Regions from separate parts of the Triticum aestivum genome. Here region 1 is linked to region 2. Evidence: chromatin contacts called from public Hi-C data. All regions are on one chromosome and are shown on one strand. The core of a region is the stretch at or near the end of the contact, and the rest is flanking DNA. Distances in the headings are between cores, read along the strand shown.

What was found. Hi-C and Micro-C count contacts between places; a contact is called where the count stands out from the background.
Region 1: a Hi-C map of leaf shows a contact between it and region 2, with 2.4 times the contacts expected there. The contact joins the promoter of LOC123116936 here to the promoter of LOC123113244 in region 2. A contact is called at or near these places in 2 of 5 Hi-C or Micro-C datasets (both in leaf).

The regions. Positions count from the first base shown.
Region 1 is chr5B:563,640,821-563,647,813 of IWGSC CS RefSeq v2.1, reverse strand. It overlaps LOC123116936 (elongation factor 1-beta), which reads left to right and starts at 3,288. Exons shown (of 4, transcript XM_044537801.1): 1 at 3,288-3,399; 2 at 3,702-3,829; 3 at 3,950-4,111; 4 at 4,214-4,443. The coding sequence starts at 3,709. The coding sequence ends at 4,215.
Region 2 is chr5B:563,257,955-563,264,554 of IWGSC CS RefSeq v2.1, reverse strand. LOC123113244 (F-box/LRR-repeat protein 17) reads left to right here and starts at 1,801. Exons shown (of 11, transcript XM_044534440.1): 1 at 1,801-2,485; 2 at 4,361-4,462; 3 at 4,969-5,113; 4 at 5,195-5,379; 5 at 5,669-5,773; 6 at 5,898-5,995; 7 at 6,104-6,339; 8 at 6,421-6,487; 9 at 6,565-6,600. The coding sequence starts at 1,986.

The DNA of each region.
Region 1 (6,993 bases), core at 2,039-4,538, 380 kb before region 2:
CGTTCGCAGCAGGTGGATCGTCCGAGTCGTCGAAGTCAGAGACATGTTCATCGTCGTCGTCGTCCGAGAAGGAACCAGAGATGAAGATGAGCCCCTTCATCCGACGGATAGCCCAATGACATCCTGGACTAGGGGGTGCCAATCTAGTTGGTCCGTAGACTATGGGCCGCCCACCGATCTTATAAAGAATGACACTTTTTTTAGGAGAATCATAAGGAAAGACTCTGGAAGCCTAAACCCTGGCATGGTTAAGAAGGATTCTGATTGTTCCTCCTTGTCTGTCCTGCTGCTGAAGATTGGTGATTTGTGCTTTTTGTAGCGGCGATGCGGGTGCGAACTCGGTTGGTCTCTTTAGGTACTACTCGCTCCGTAAATTAATATAAGAGCGTTTAGAATACTAAAATAGTGGTCTAAACGCTCTTATATTAGTTTACAGAGGAAGTACCTGCAAAAAAACAATGGGCAGTAGCGTGTTTTCTTTTCCGGAAAGGATAAACAACAGCATGCATGTTTTCCACACGTGACTAGTGTTCTCTGTTCTCGATCTGTAGAATTGAGATGGTTTGATTGGCTGGGTTTGGAATTAATCACGCGTAGCCTAGCCTGGCCTGGCCTGGCCCACTGAAAGCAAGTATAATAGAGCTGAGTCAGCGGGCTATAAAGAATAAACTAATATATTTGTGCTTAGTTGGAGGAAAGAGAAGAGGAGAGAGAAGATAAGCGGGCTCTTCGTGAAGAGCCAGCTCTAGCACGTGCTCCTAGGCACTTTGTGAGAATGAAAGGTGGGCCACATAATAAAAAAGTAGTACACTCTTTTGATCTATTATTGTACATGTTGACTATAAAATGGGCTGTAGATGACATGGCACTGGCTTATAGCCAGCTGGCTATACTATTAATCATGCTCTGATAGTAGTACCCGGCATGTTCGGGCTGCATGTTGCTGTGCTTACTTTAGCCATGAGCCTTAAATACAGCCTACTAGAGTGACCTGGGTTCTTAGTTTTTTTTTTTTTTTTTGCTCACGATAAGAATGGGTCGCATCCCTGGCGCTGGCGCAGTTCCGTTGCAGAAAGTCCATGCCTGTAAGACCATATGGGCAGGCGGTGCCAGCCTGCCGGGCGCATTATGCCCTGCTATTCTGAGAACCTACCGCGGATCACCGAGAGTGAGGCCAACTCCACTGCGTGACCTCAAACGGACGTGCGCTTTGTCCGGATTCTGTCCGTTTGGGGAGGGATTTGCGATCGTGTCTGGGCGTGTCCTAAGATGCGGTGGCCGTGCGTCCAGCGCGCGGCCGCATCCATTTGCCCCATCCTGTCCGCGTATATTTCTTTGCAAGTCCTTAAACTTTTTTTATCATTTATTTTTGGTACATGACAATACATCATCACATTTTGACTAGTAAAGCAAGGCCAAAGAAAATAAGAACCACAAGAATACATTTGAGAAGATACCCAACTTCCATAACTGCTCCCTTGAGTTGGGTTAGCGCCTTCTCGATGCACTCATTGTTGATCTGTGGAGGAGGCACGACGTTGCCTCCTCCTTTCTTCTTCAAGCCAGAAGTCGACGTTGCTTTCTCACACGTAGTATCGTGCCTTGTTGCTTCTTCACACGTAGTATCGTGCCTAGACTCTAATCTAGCAACAAGTGCACTTGTCTCATCTAAAGCCTCTAGGCTAGCTAAAAGTGCACGAACATGCACTACATTTCGCTCTATCAACATATCGATGTACTCTTCTTCCGAATACCAAAACTTGCATCCGTTCTACACAATAAAACTTAAAGTTAGCACCACTAGTCTAATTCAAGAGCACAAACCGAAGCTAAAAGAGCACATACCCCATCGTTTAAGCACTTGATGAACACCCATCTGGGATGCTCCGGCGTTGTAGACTCGCGGCGCACGACCACCCTTGGGCAGTGGTCGCACTTGATGAGGGGCAACGGTGCGCCAACGAGCTTTTGGGCAAGCACCGAGCTCGGTCGACCGCCATTCGCGTATCTGCCGGCGGACCACCGACGGTGCAGATCCGAGCGGCTAGAGGACGAGCCACTGCCTGCATGTGACCTTGCGGCCATGCCAGGGCCTTCCGGTAAGGTGCCCGACCAGTCCATGGCGCGGCCCGGCCTCCCACAGCCGGGCGAGCTCAAGACCGACCGGATCCGCCCCAAATCCGGGCGGCGGGTGCGCAAACAAGGTGGCTGTGCTTGGGTAGCTCGGCGGCGACGAGAGGAAGGGGCTGGGCAAGCGCGCGTCCGAATTGCACGACTGCAATGGCAGCGGGCGGCCGCCGACGGCGAGGGGGGAGAGGGAAAGAGTGAGGAAGAGTGGAGTGGATGCGGCCGGAGGGAGGGAGGGGGGCGGATAGAAAAAGGCCCGTCCTGTGCCACCGATGGGCGGGCCAGGGGAGGACAAGCGCAGACGACCCGCGCGTCCGCGTGGTGTCCGTTTCACCCCAAAAACGATGCAAACTTGGGCTGCGGATGGGTCGAAAGCGGACACAAAACGGACAAAAATCCGTTTGCGCCCACGCGTTGGGCCGTCTCGTTTGTCTTTTTTACTTCAAACGGACGGGGGCGGACAGGATAGAGTCGCGCGGTGGAGTTGGCCTGATTGTGAGAGAGAGAGGGCGACGGGGAGTCGGGGAGGGACGAGAAATCGTGCAATCTTATCACGAAGAGAAAGCGTGAGGTGAACCCAACCTGCTGCCCCCACCCCGGGTGGAACGGAACACGCGTGTCGTATGCTGCCGGCCATATATGTGGCGACGATGAGCAGAGCAGGAAGCGGAGGAGGAGGCTGCCCCGGGGGCCATGGGCTCGGGCCGCGCCGGCGTCGCGCGCGTAGACAGTCACAGGCTGATGTTTGTTTCCTGGGAGGTCGCATGATCCGCACCCGTGCGGTTCAGGCGCATGGGATGGGACGTCGATTCGCGACGTGACCTGCATTCTTGTGCGGCCAAAAGCAGGAGAGAAGTGCGGCGGAAAAAAAAAACTACCGTCTCGCTCGCAAAACGGAACACGCGTGTCGTATGCTGCCGGCCATATAGCACGTATGAAGTTTTTTCTTCTGGAATAGCTTTTTGTGTGTGTGTGGAATAGCTTACCGCCTTCCATCAACCTCGAAGCGGCTGTACGCGCCGTGGATCGAATGTCCACGAGGCGGGTCCTGTCCGGATTCGACTTAGACACGCCCGATCGTGGCACGCACGGAGCCCTCCCGAGCCGTGACGCCGTCGGCCTTCTCGGCTGCATGCCTATTTAATTTGGCGGGGGCTCACCACGTACGCCAAACGCTCCAAACCCTAGCCGCCCCCTCTCCGGAACCGAGCTCGGTCGCGGCAACCGTACGTCGCCTTCGTCGTAGCCGGTCGGTTTGCGGCGCCTCCACCGGTGAGTCTCCGCTCGCCTCCCCTATAGTCTTCCATCCGTCGTAGCGTTTGATTTGCGTCACGTCGCCTTTACCTCGTCGACACCAAGTCCACCATCAAACCGCCGCCATCGCCTGCACACGTGTTTTCGGAGATAAACAATGAAACATGTCTCAATGCTGGGTCAAATCTTTTTTTTTTTGTAGTAATAAGATCAGAAGCTCTTTTTTCATGGCGCCGTTATAGTTTACTTAATTTTCTTTTTTGAAAAAAAAACACTTAATTTTCTGACACTTGTGTAACCCTACTTACTATTTACAACAGAGAATCGATGGCGGGCGCAAAGTCGTCGGTTCTGCTCGACGTGAAGCCGTGGGACGACGAGACCGACATGGCCAAGCTCGAGGAAGCCGTACGAGGCGTCGCCATGGAAGGGCTGACATGGGGTGCATGTATGTCTGGTTTCCTTGCTGCTAGCTCTGAATTACGCGGCTGTCTATCCACTCGTGAAATTAAATCAAGCACTTAATTTAGGGCGCTTATCTGGATTGCGTGCCACCTTGTTGTCGCAGCCAAGCTTGTTCCGGTTGGGTACGGGATGAGCAAGATGCAGATCATGCTGACGATCGTCGACGATCTCGTGTCCGTCGACGACCTCATCGAGGACCATCTCTGCGCCGAGCCCGTCGACGAGTTCGTGCAGAGCTGCGACATTGCCAGCTTCAACAAAATATGTACGTGCCCTGATCTGCTCATTCAGAAGATTAATTTTACCTGCATCTTTGATAGATTTTTGCAGTGCTTTCGCTTCGACTAAACCTGTCCTATTGTTGCAGGAAATAACTCGTCGCATTCGAAGAAGCAGTTGATTTCGCAGCACAAAATTTCTAGTAGCTAGTTGGTTTTCTCGTTACCGAGTTGTTCTTAGTTAGAGTACTTTGATACTGTATTGTCAGTCGTCACGTGCGCAACTACATGTCCATCCTTGTATTTGATGTTTCGAGGAAGCCCTCTGTGGAAGGCTGTTTTTTTTCTTATATGAAAAGTATTTAATGTGAATGGTCAACTCGTTCCTGAGCACGACGAGAAAATACAGCATGCCATTGTCAAACATACGAATCCTCGCCTGCGAGATGGCTTGACGAGAGTCAGATGAGAGATGCTACACTCACGGTCTGTTTACGGGGGATTAACGGAGTGGTTAGCAGTGATTGGCTGAGATTTTGTTTGTTATTGAAGAGAAAACCGTTCCAGCTGTTCCTGAATAGCTTCTTTCAAAAGGATTTTCGCTTGCTCGGTGAATGTCTTGCTAGAAGATATAATTTCTCGAAATTGAGGTTTAGTATCTTTTAGTTTTAGATGTTTACGTAACTCATCCAGAAATTTATTTACCTGTTCAATTTCTAACGAATTAAGATATCCTCGGGGTGGGGTCCGTAAGGGTCCGTTGTTTCCCTCCGTGCGTGTAGTATTATCGGAGTCAAATAATCAGCATCGAACTGCCAAAGGTCACCAGCGCACACTAGCACGTTCGGGTTGTTTTTGTTGGGGAACGTTGCAGAAAATTAAAAAAAATTCTACGGTTTCACCAAGATCCATCTATGAGTTCATCTAAGCAACGAGTCATGGGAGAGAGATTGCATCTACATACCACTTGTAGATTGCGTGCGGAAGCGTTCGAGAGAACGGTGATGATGGAGTCGTACTCGCCGTGATTCAGATCACCGATGACCAAGTGCTGAACGGACAGCACCTCCGCGTTCAACACACGTATGGTACGGACGACGTCTCCTCCTTCTTCATCCAGCAAGGGGGAAGGAGAGGTTGAGGAAGAAGGCTCCAGCAGCAGCACGACAGCGTGATGATGGTGGAGAGGCAGTACTCCGACAGGGCTTCGCCAAGCGCACAACGGAGAAGGAGAGGTGTTGGGGAGGGGAGGGGCTGCGCCTTGGATCAGGTGTTCAGCCCTCCCCTCGCCCCTCTATTTATAGGGGAAGGGGGAAGGGGGGCGGCCCCCTCTAGATGAGATCTAGAGGGGGGGCGGCGGCCAGGGAGGGGGCTTGCCCCCCAAGCAAAGGGGGTGCGCCCCCCTTAGGGTTCCCCCCCAAACCTAGGCGCATGGGCCGAAGGGGGGGGGCGCCCAGCCCTCCAGGGGCTGGTTCCCTGCCCCATGCGGCCCATGTGGCCCACGAAGAGGGATGGCCCCTCCCGGTGGACCCCCGGAACCCCTTCGGTGGCCCCGGTACAATACCGATATGCCCCCGAAACTTTCCGGTGTCCGCATGACAACTTCCCATATATAAATCTTTACCTCCGGACCATTCCGAAACTCCTCGTGACGTCCGGGATCTCATCCGGGACTCCAAACAACATTCGGTAATCACATACAAGTCTTCCTAATAACCCTAGCGTCACCGAACCTTAAGTGTATAGACCCTACGGGTTCGGGAGACACGCAGACATGACCGAGACGGCTCTCCGGTCAATAACCAACAACGGGATCTGGATACCCATGTTGGCTCCCACATGCTCCTCGATGATGTCATCGGATGAACCACGATGTCGAGGATTCAATCAACCCCGTATGCAATTCCCTTTGTCAGACGGTATGTTACTTGCCCGAGACTCGATCGTCGGTATCCCAATACCTCGTTCAGTCTCGTTACCGGCAAGTCACTTTACTCGTAACGTAATGCATGATCCCGTGACCAGACACTTGGTCACTTTGAGCTCATTATGATGATGCACTACCGAGTGGGCCCAGTGATACCTCTCCGTCATACGGAGTGACAAATCCCAGTCTCGATCCGTGTCAACCCAACAGACACTTTCGGAGATACCTGTAGTGCACCTTTATAGTCACCCAGTTACGTTGTGACGTTTGGTACACCCAAAGCACTCTACGGTATCCGGGAGTTACACGATCTCATGGTCTAAGGAAGAGATACTTGACATTGGAAAAGCTCTAGCAAAACGAACTACACGATCTTGTGCTATGCTTAGGATTGGGTCTTGTCCATCACATCATTCTCCTAATGATGTGATCCCGTTGTCAATGACATCTAATGTCCATAGTCAGGAAACCATGACTATCTGTTGACCAACGAGCTAGTCAACTAGAGGCTTACTAGGGACGTATTGTGGTCTATGTATTCACACGTGTATTACGATTTCCGGATAATACAATTATAGCATGAATAAAAGACAATTATCATGAACAAGGAAATATAATAATAATCCTTTTATTATTGCCTCTAGGGCATATTTCCAACAGTCTCCCACTTGCACTAGAGTCAATAATCTAGTTACATTGTGATGAATCGAACACCCATAGAGTTCTGGTGTTGATCATGTTTTGCTCGCGAGAGAGGTTTAGTCAACGGATCTGCGACATTCAGATCCGTATGTACTTTGCAAATATCTATGTCTCCATCTTGAACATTTTCACGGATGGAGTTGAAACGACGCTTGATGTGCCTGGTCTTCTTGTGAAACCTGGGCTCCTTGGCAAGGGCAATAGCTCCAGTGTTGTCACAGAAGAGTTTGATCGGCCCCGACGCATTGGGTATGACTCCTAGGTCGGTGATGAACTCCTTCACCCAAATTGCTTCATGCG
Region 2 (6,600 bases), core at 552-3,051:
TGCGGCCCGCGCCGCCTGGCTAGATCCGCCGCCGAATCACGCCCACGCACGCCCCACCAGGCAGCCGTCGCACCACCACGAGGCACCAGCGGGGCCGACATGCCGGCACCACTAGGAGCTCCCGGGTCCGCGCCGTCGAGCCCCGCCACAGCCCGACGCCTCCTGCAGCCCTCCGTCCCACGCCGGCCTGGAGCTCCGCGAGGAGATGGAGCGACCCCGCCGCCGCCCACGCCGACCGGGCTTCGCCCGACGGCACCCCTAGGCGGCGGCGAGGGAGGAGGAGGCCGGAGGAGGAGAGGCTGGGGGCGGAGCTAGGTTTCCCCCGGCCCGCTCGTGGGAGCGGCGGCGGGGGTGGGGAAAGGGGGGGCGGGGGTCCGGAATGATTCTTTTAACCCCCCCTTCTCAGCCGGAGACACACCTTCATGCATCCACCAATGATGCTAGGCACACTGCCGGAACGAGGGCTAGGTGGGGAGACCTTTCTTCAATCTTCAGGGAGCCACCGCCGTCTCGCCTTCCTGAGCAGGACACAAACCATAGCAAGATTGAAAAAAAGACTAAAAACGACGCCCTCCCGCCGGCCCTTGCTAGGATCCACCACGACTCCATGTCCCTAGGGCCATCGGAGACAAGGAAGACCTGCGTCGGCACCGGCGACAGGCATGGGCCCTAACTTTCTTTCTTGCTTGGAGGAGGAGGAGGCGGCTGACTAGGAGGAAACTTTTGGTTATCATGTTCCTTGTGTTTGCTAGCCTCACGCACGTACCTAAAGCCAGGGCTCCGCCTCCTCCTCCTCCTCCAAGAAAGGAAGTTAGGGTTCGTGCCTCTCGCCGGCGCCGGCGCAAGTCCGCCTCGTCTCCGGTGGCCCTAGGGCCATGGAGGCGCGGTGGATCCTGACAAGGACCGGCGGGAGGGCTCCGTTTTTAGTCTTTTTTTTTAATCTTGTTAGGGTTTGTGTCCTACTCAGGAAGGCGAGACGGCGGCGGCTCCCTGAAGATGGAATAAAGGTCTCCCCGCCTAGCCCCCGTTTCGGCGGTGCGTCTAGCATCGTTGGTGGGCGTGTGGAGGTGTGTCTCCGGCAGATCTATCTTTGGTCGATTTGCTCGGATCTGGTCGCTGTTCATCTATGTTCGTGTGTCTTCGATTTGGATCCTTCCGATCTACGTTATTTTTTATCGGCGGTGGTTGCTGTTCTGGGGTGCTGGTCCTATGGGGCCTTAGCACGACGACTTCCCGACTGTCTACTACAACAAGTTGTGCCCGGCTCCGGTGATGGAGGGGCGATGACGGCGGCGCGCCTTCGGCTCGCTTCGGTGCTTGTAGTCGTCGCTGGGTGGTCTACGGATCTGTATGTAATTTTTATTTCTGGTGTTCGTTGTACTGCCATGATTGAAGATGAATAGATTGGAAGTTTTTCCGAAAAAAAAATGTTCCTTGTGTTTGCTAGCTCGAGTGTTGTTACGTGGAATACATTTTCAAATTTGGAGAATGCCTATTTTGCCCGGTCAACCGATTCGCGGACGTTCCAAGGAAGTAGGGCCAAAGGAGGTGCAACCGCATCAAACCCGAACTTCTCTCTCAACCAAAAGAGGGAAGAAAAAGGTGCGGAGCTGCCTGCAACGCAAACCGGAAACCCGCACTAGTTCCCATTCGAAAGCACGTGCGATTTTTTGCATCATCCTCGGTCGTCTGTTCAACTCTGGCTTCGCCAACAACAAAAGAAAAGAAAAGAAAAGAAAAAAAGGGAAAAGAAAATCAATCTCGAGCCAGCCAGCCAGCCGCGGGTTGCACGTCGACGTGGGCGCTCGCGGCGGGGCTCGGCTCATCTCCGCCACACCCTCTCATCCGGTCCGGTCCACCCACCGGGTCTCCTCCTGCGGTGCCCCAAAAAATGGCGCCAATCCCTCCCCAATCTCCCGCCGCACCCCCCAGCTATTTCCCCTCCGCGCCCCAGCCCTAGCCGCGCCGGGGCAAACCCTAACCCCATGTCCTCCTCCTCCTCGCTGCCCGCCAAGCCGCCCCCGCCGCCGCGCCCCAAGACGCGGGGCAGCTACAACTGCGGCCGATGCGGCCAGCCCAAGAAGGGCCACGTCTGCAACCTCCCCTCCCCGGCCGCCGCCGACGGCGGCGCCGCGCCCCCCTCCCCGTCGCCCTCCTCCTCCGGCGGGGACACCCGCCTCCGCCGCGCCCTCTCCTTCGACGAGCCCTCCTCCCCCGAGAAGAAGCCCAGGCCCGACCATGACGGCCGCACCATGGAGCTGGGCGGCCGGGCCGTGCCGGTGGACCTCGTCGTCGAGGTGCTGCGCCGGCTCGGCCCCAGGGGCGTCCTCGACGCCGCCGCCGTCAGCCGCGCCTGGCGCGACTGCGCCGACCGGGTCTGGCGCGTCGCCGAGGAGCTCCGCCTCCGCCCGGCCGCCGCCGGCCTCCTCGGCGCGCTGCTCCCCCGCTGCGCCGCGCTCTCGCGCCTCGTCCTCCACATGGAAAGGTGAGGGGACCCGGGCCAATCTGAACAAATCTTGTCCCGTGCGATGCGAATTTGACGCGATCTGGCCAGATCGATGCTGGATCTTCGATCGGCGCCTGCTCCGGACACGAGCTGTTATGCAACAGCTTTTATGGTTAAAGACTACGACACAAATAACCACTGGAGGAGTAGTATATATATTCCTAATAAAATCGTAATATAAATAAATACAATAATAACAAGTACTCCCTCTGTTCCTAAATATAAGTCTTTGTAGAGATTTCACTAGGTGGACTACATACGGAGCAAAATGAATGAATCTAAACTTAAATTGCATCTACATACATCCGTATGTGGTTTACAGTGAAATCTCTACAAAGATTTACATTTAGGAACGGAGGGAGTAGTATATCGAGAACCTGGGATTTCTGGACGACTTCCAAGGTGAACGGACGTCGGATCTGATACTGGCTGCAGGATGTTTATTTCTGGATTGCTAAGTGGTACTCCCTCCGTCCGGAAATACTTGTCATCAAAATGGATGAAAATGGATGTATCTAGAACTAAAATACATCTAGATACATCTAGTTTAATGACAAGTATTTCCGGACGGAGGGAGTAGGTTATATTTGTGTTTGTGGGTAGGAACTTGTCAAAGTAGAGGGTATCATGGAAATTGCTGACAGTCTGTGCCATTTTTAGCTTCGCTTATGAAAGATCATGCATGTCTTTGTGGATATTGAATTTGACATGCTCTTGGATGATTTGGTGGCCAGATGAAACTCATGTTGGGTAGGTAATGGGTTCGGAGATGTCTGTGTTTTGGACAATATTCTGTTGGTGCTGCAAGATTGATTTGGAGAACTTTTACCTGTGTTTTAGTTGTAAACCCTTCAGCAGGGCTGGGTTGGATTGTAGAAAGCGCATAACCAATTGGGTTGGTCTACGGTGATGCCAAATGCGCAATTACCGCGAGAACAGTATATGCTATTTCCCAACATAAAATTATTGTTGCCTATCTCTTGCTGTGAGCCTGTGTGTGAGGATACAACCACAAACTAGTAATTAAAGCACTATAAATTGGTTGCTGCAATAAGTTACTCCCTCCGTTCGGAATTACTTGTCGCAGAAATGGATGTATCTAGATGTATTTTAGTTCTAGATACATCCATTTCCGAGACAAGTAATTCCGAACGGAGGGAGTATTTGATAATGTTTCTTGTTGTATTTGCCTGCATAGAAGGAATATCCATATATTTGTAGTGCAAACAAAATGAGCCTTTTCAGGTCTTCTTTGTTGTGACTGATCAAATTTATATTTGACAAGTTGGCTTATACTGACATAGTGACATATGCTGTAGTTGCTAGAGCTCTTATTCTATATACATGATCAATAGATGATCCCAGGTTGTTGATCATTGATTATCATTCATGTTATTCTGGTATAGGATTATAGATGCCACCATCTGGTTTTAGAATTCTGTGCGTGTAATTGTTGTGTGCAGTTAGGGCCTTATTAATGACAAGACAAGACCGCTTGTCTTCTGTGTCAAGGTTTTCACATCCAGCTGTTGCTTATGTGCAGTGAAATAATAATATGCACGTAAGTTGACGCAAAAGTGAAGTAAATACATCGTGGTATTCTGGATATGGTCGAACCAACATGGTTAATCTAGCTTTTGTGCTTCAGTATATGTTTCTCTGTCCTGCTTATTTGCAATGAAATTAATATATGCACCTAAGTTGATGTGTGAGTGGATAAGTAAAAGCCATGCATTGTTTTGGATCTGGCTGCAGTGACAATTAATCTAGTTCCAGTCCTCCCGTGTTTGTTTCCTATGCCGATAAAAGGTGTTCACTGGGGACATATATCTTATTTGTATATGTTTGATTCAGTGCTGTTGATGCCACCATGCTGTCATGTCTTGCATTTTCCTGTTCAAGTTTGGAAACTCTGGAGATCACCATGGCCGACAAGGCAATCAACAATATGACTGGGTATGTTGTAAATCTCTAACATTACTCATATATCCTAAACGCTATGTTGGCATCTATATATCTCTTTTGAAATTTAGTTATTTATTTAGTTTACACTATTTTATATCAAATACACTTGCTTTGTTATAATTTGAATCACTAGTTATAAAGGTGTCTTCCCTTTTTATTTTGCAAGTGCTAGCTTCTCAACTAATAGTTGCCTACCTTGCGAGGTCAGATACAGTTAAGGCGTGCTTTTAGTTTTACCTTGTAAATGAGGATTTCAACTTATTTTTTCATATGTAATGCAATTGCAGTTTGATTTTTTTGGATCTTTTGCTGGTTGATTTGTCACACCATGTTATGCTATGCTTGCATGAAACTAGTCTATTTTCCATTTTCTTACCATGCAAGTTGTGTTGAATATGCGTCGATTTTGAAATAGCAATGTCATGCAAATGGATAGAAGGTTCACACAATCTACGTGTTCAGCTCCTATATTAACTTAAGTTGTTCTATTCTAACAGAGAGGAGCTAAGTCGACTTGTTTCAGAGAAGCATTCTCTCTCAATTCTCAAAATCGGTGGCTGCTCTAATCTTGGTTTTCTTAATCTAAGCTCTTCAAGCCTTAATGTTCTTTGGCTATCAGATCTTTGCTCCCTTTCGGAATCGGTAATATTGTGTGCTACTAGTATTTATAGTTATATCAACTTTATTGTGGGCATGAATTCATTGGACACAAATTTGTTGTAGGTCATAAGCTGCCCTAATATGAGCGAGCTCTCCCTGTGTTTCACACAACAAAGTTCGGAATGTACTGACCTGGTTAGTTTGATGGATGGCCTGGGCCGATCGTGCCCTAACTTAAGAAATTTGCACATATCATCAATTCAACTATCTAATGAAGCTGTGTCCGCTCTAGAGGCTGCCAACCTCAGGTATATTTCTACCCCACCATGCTCTTAGCACAATTTTGTTGTATTTGAGCTGTAACGTTATAGTTCTTCCTTTTATTTATTTGAAGAAAAGGGGTTCCCCCTGCCCCATTTTTATTAGAAACGAGACAAAACAGAAAACAAACTGTTCCCAGCGCTCAGGCTGACCCAAAGTAGCCAAGCCAGAATCTTGTTTTATCTGAGTTATAGCATTATAGTTCTCTTCTCACTATAATTCCAGTTTCATAATATTTCAACCTCTAAATCTCAAATCTCATTATTGCTTCATCAGGGGCTTGTGCATGCTATCCTTGATTCTCGGTTCAAAAATGACAGATGCAGCTGTTGCATCTATCGTCAGATCTTGTGCAAGCTTGGAATTGCTTGATTTAAGTGGGTAAGCTCCAATATATCCTTTGGGATATGAAACTAAAGGAATTAAAATAAAGGTGATGATTATTTTCCTATGGCGTGATACTTCAAATTAGCTTATGCAGTTACTTGTTTTGATTATACCTCAGATCTAGCATCAGTGATAGTGGTGTTGGTATGATCTGCAAGGCGTTCCCTCATACTTTATCGAGGCTGCTCCTTGCTCTCTGCCCAAATATTACTACATGTAAGCTTTATATGAATTTCATGGTTTATTATTTCCGCTCCACCGAAAATGAATTCGCCAGTCAACCATTACATGTTCCAGTGTTAAGAATCTCTCTGTGTTTTCTAGGTGGGATCCAGGCTGCAACAGCACAATTGCCACTTCTTCAGCTCATGGACTGTGGAATGAGCTTACGTTCTAACTTGCAGAATGAAAAACAGGGGGCTTATTTTGGTGAGATCAATGGAAGGATTAGATTGTGCCCAAAATTACCCACCTTAAAAAAGCAACCTATGCGCCAAAAGCTGATCATAAAGCATGATAATTTGAAGAAGCTCAGTCTATGGGGCTGTTCAGCAATAGATGTAAGCCTTCAAATTTTGCCAGCAGAGATTCACTCAAGTCCTTTATGGATATAGTCTTGTTACTAATTTCACATATGGCAGGCTTTGTATGTGAAATGCCCAGAGTTGATTGATCTGAACCTCAACACTTGTACAAATCTACACCCAGGTATTGTGTCACTTTTTCATGAGGCTGTAAAGTTGGTAGCCGCTTTTACAATTATAAACAATTGAAATATTTCGCAGAGCGGCTGCTACTTCAGTGCCCAAATCTGAAGAATG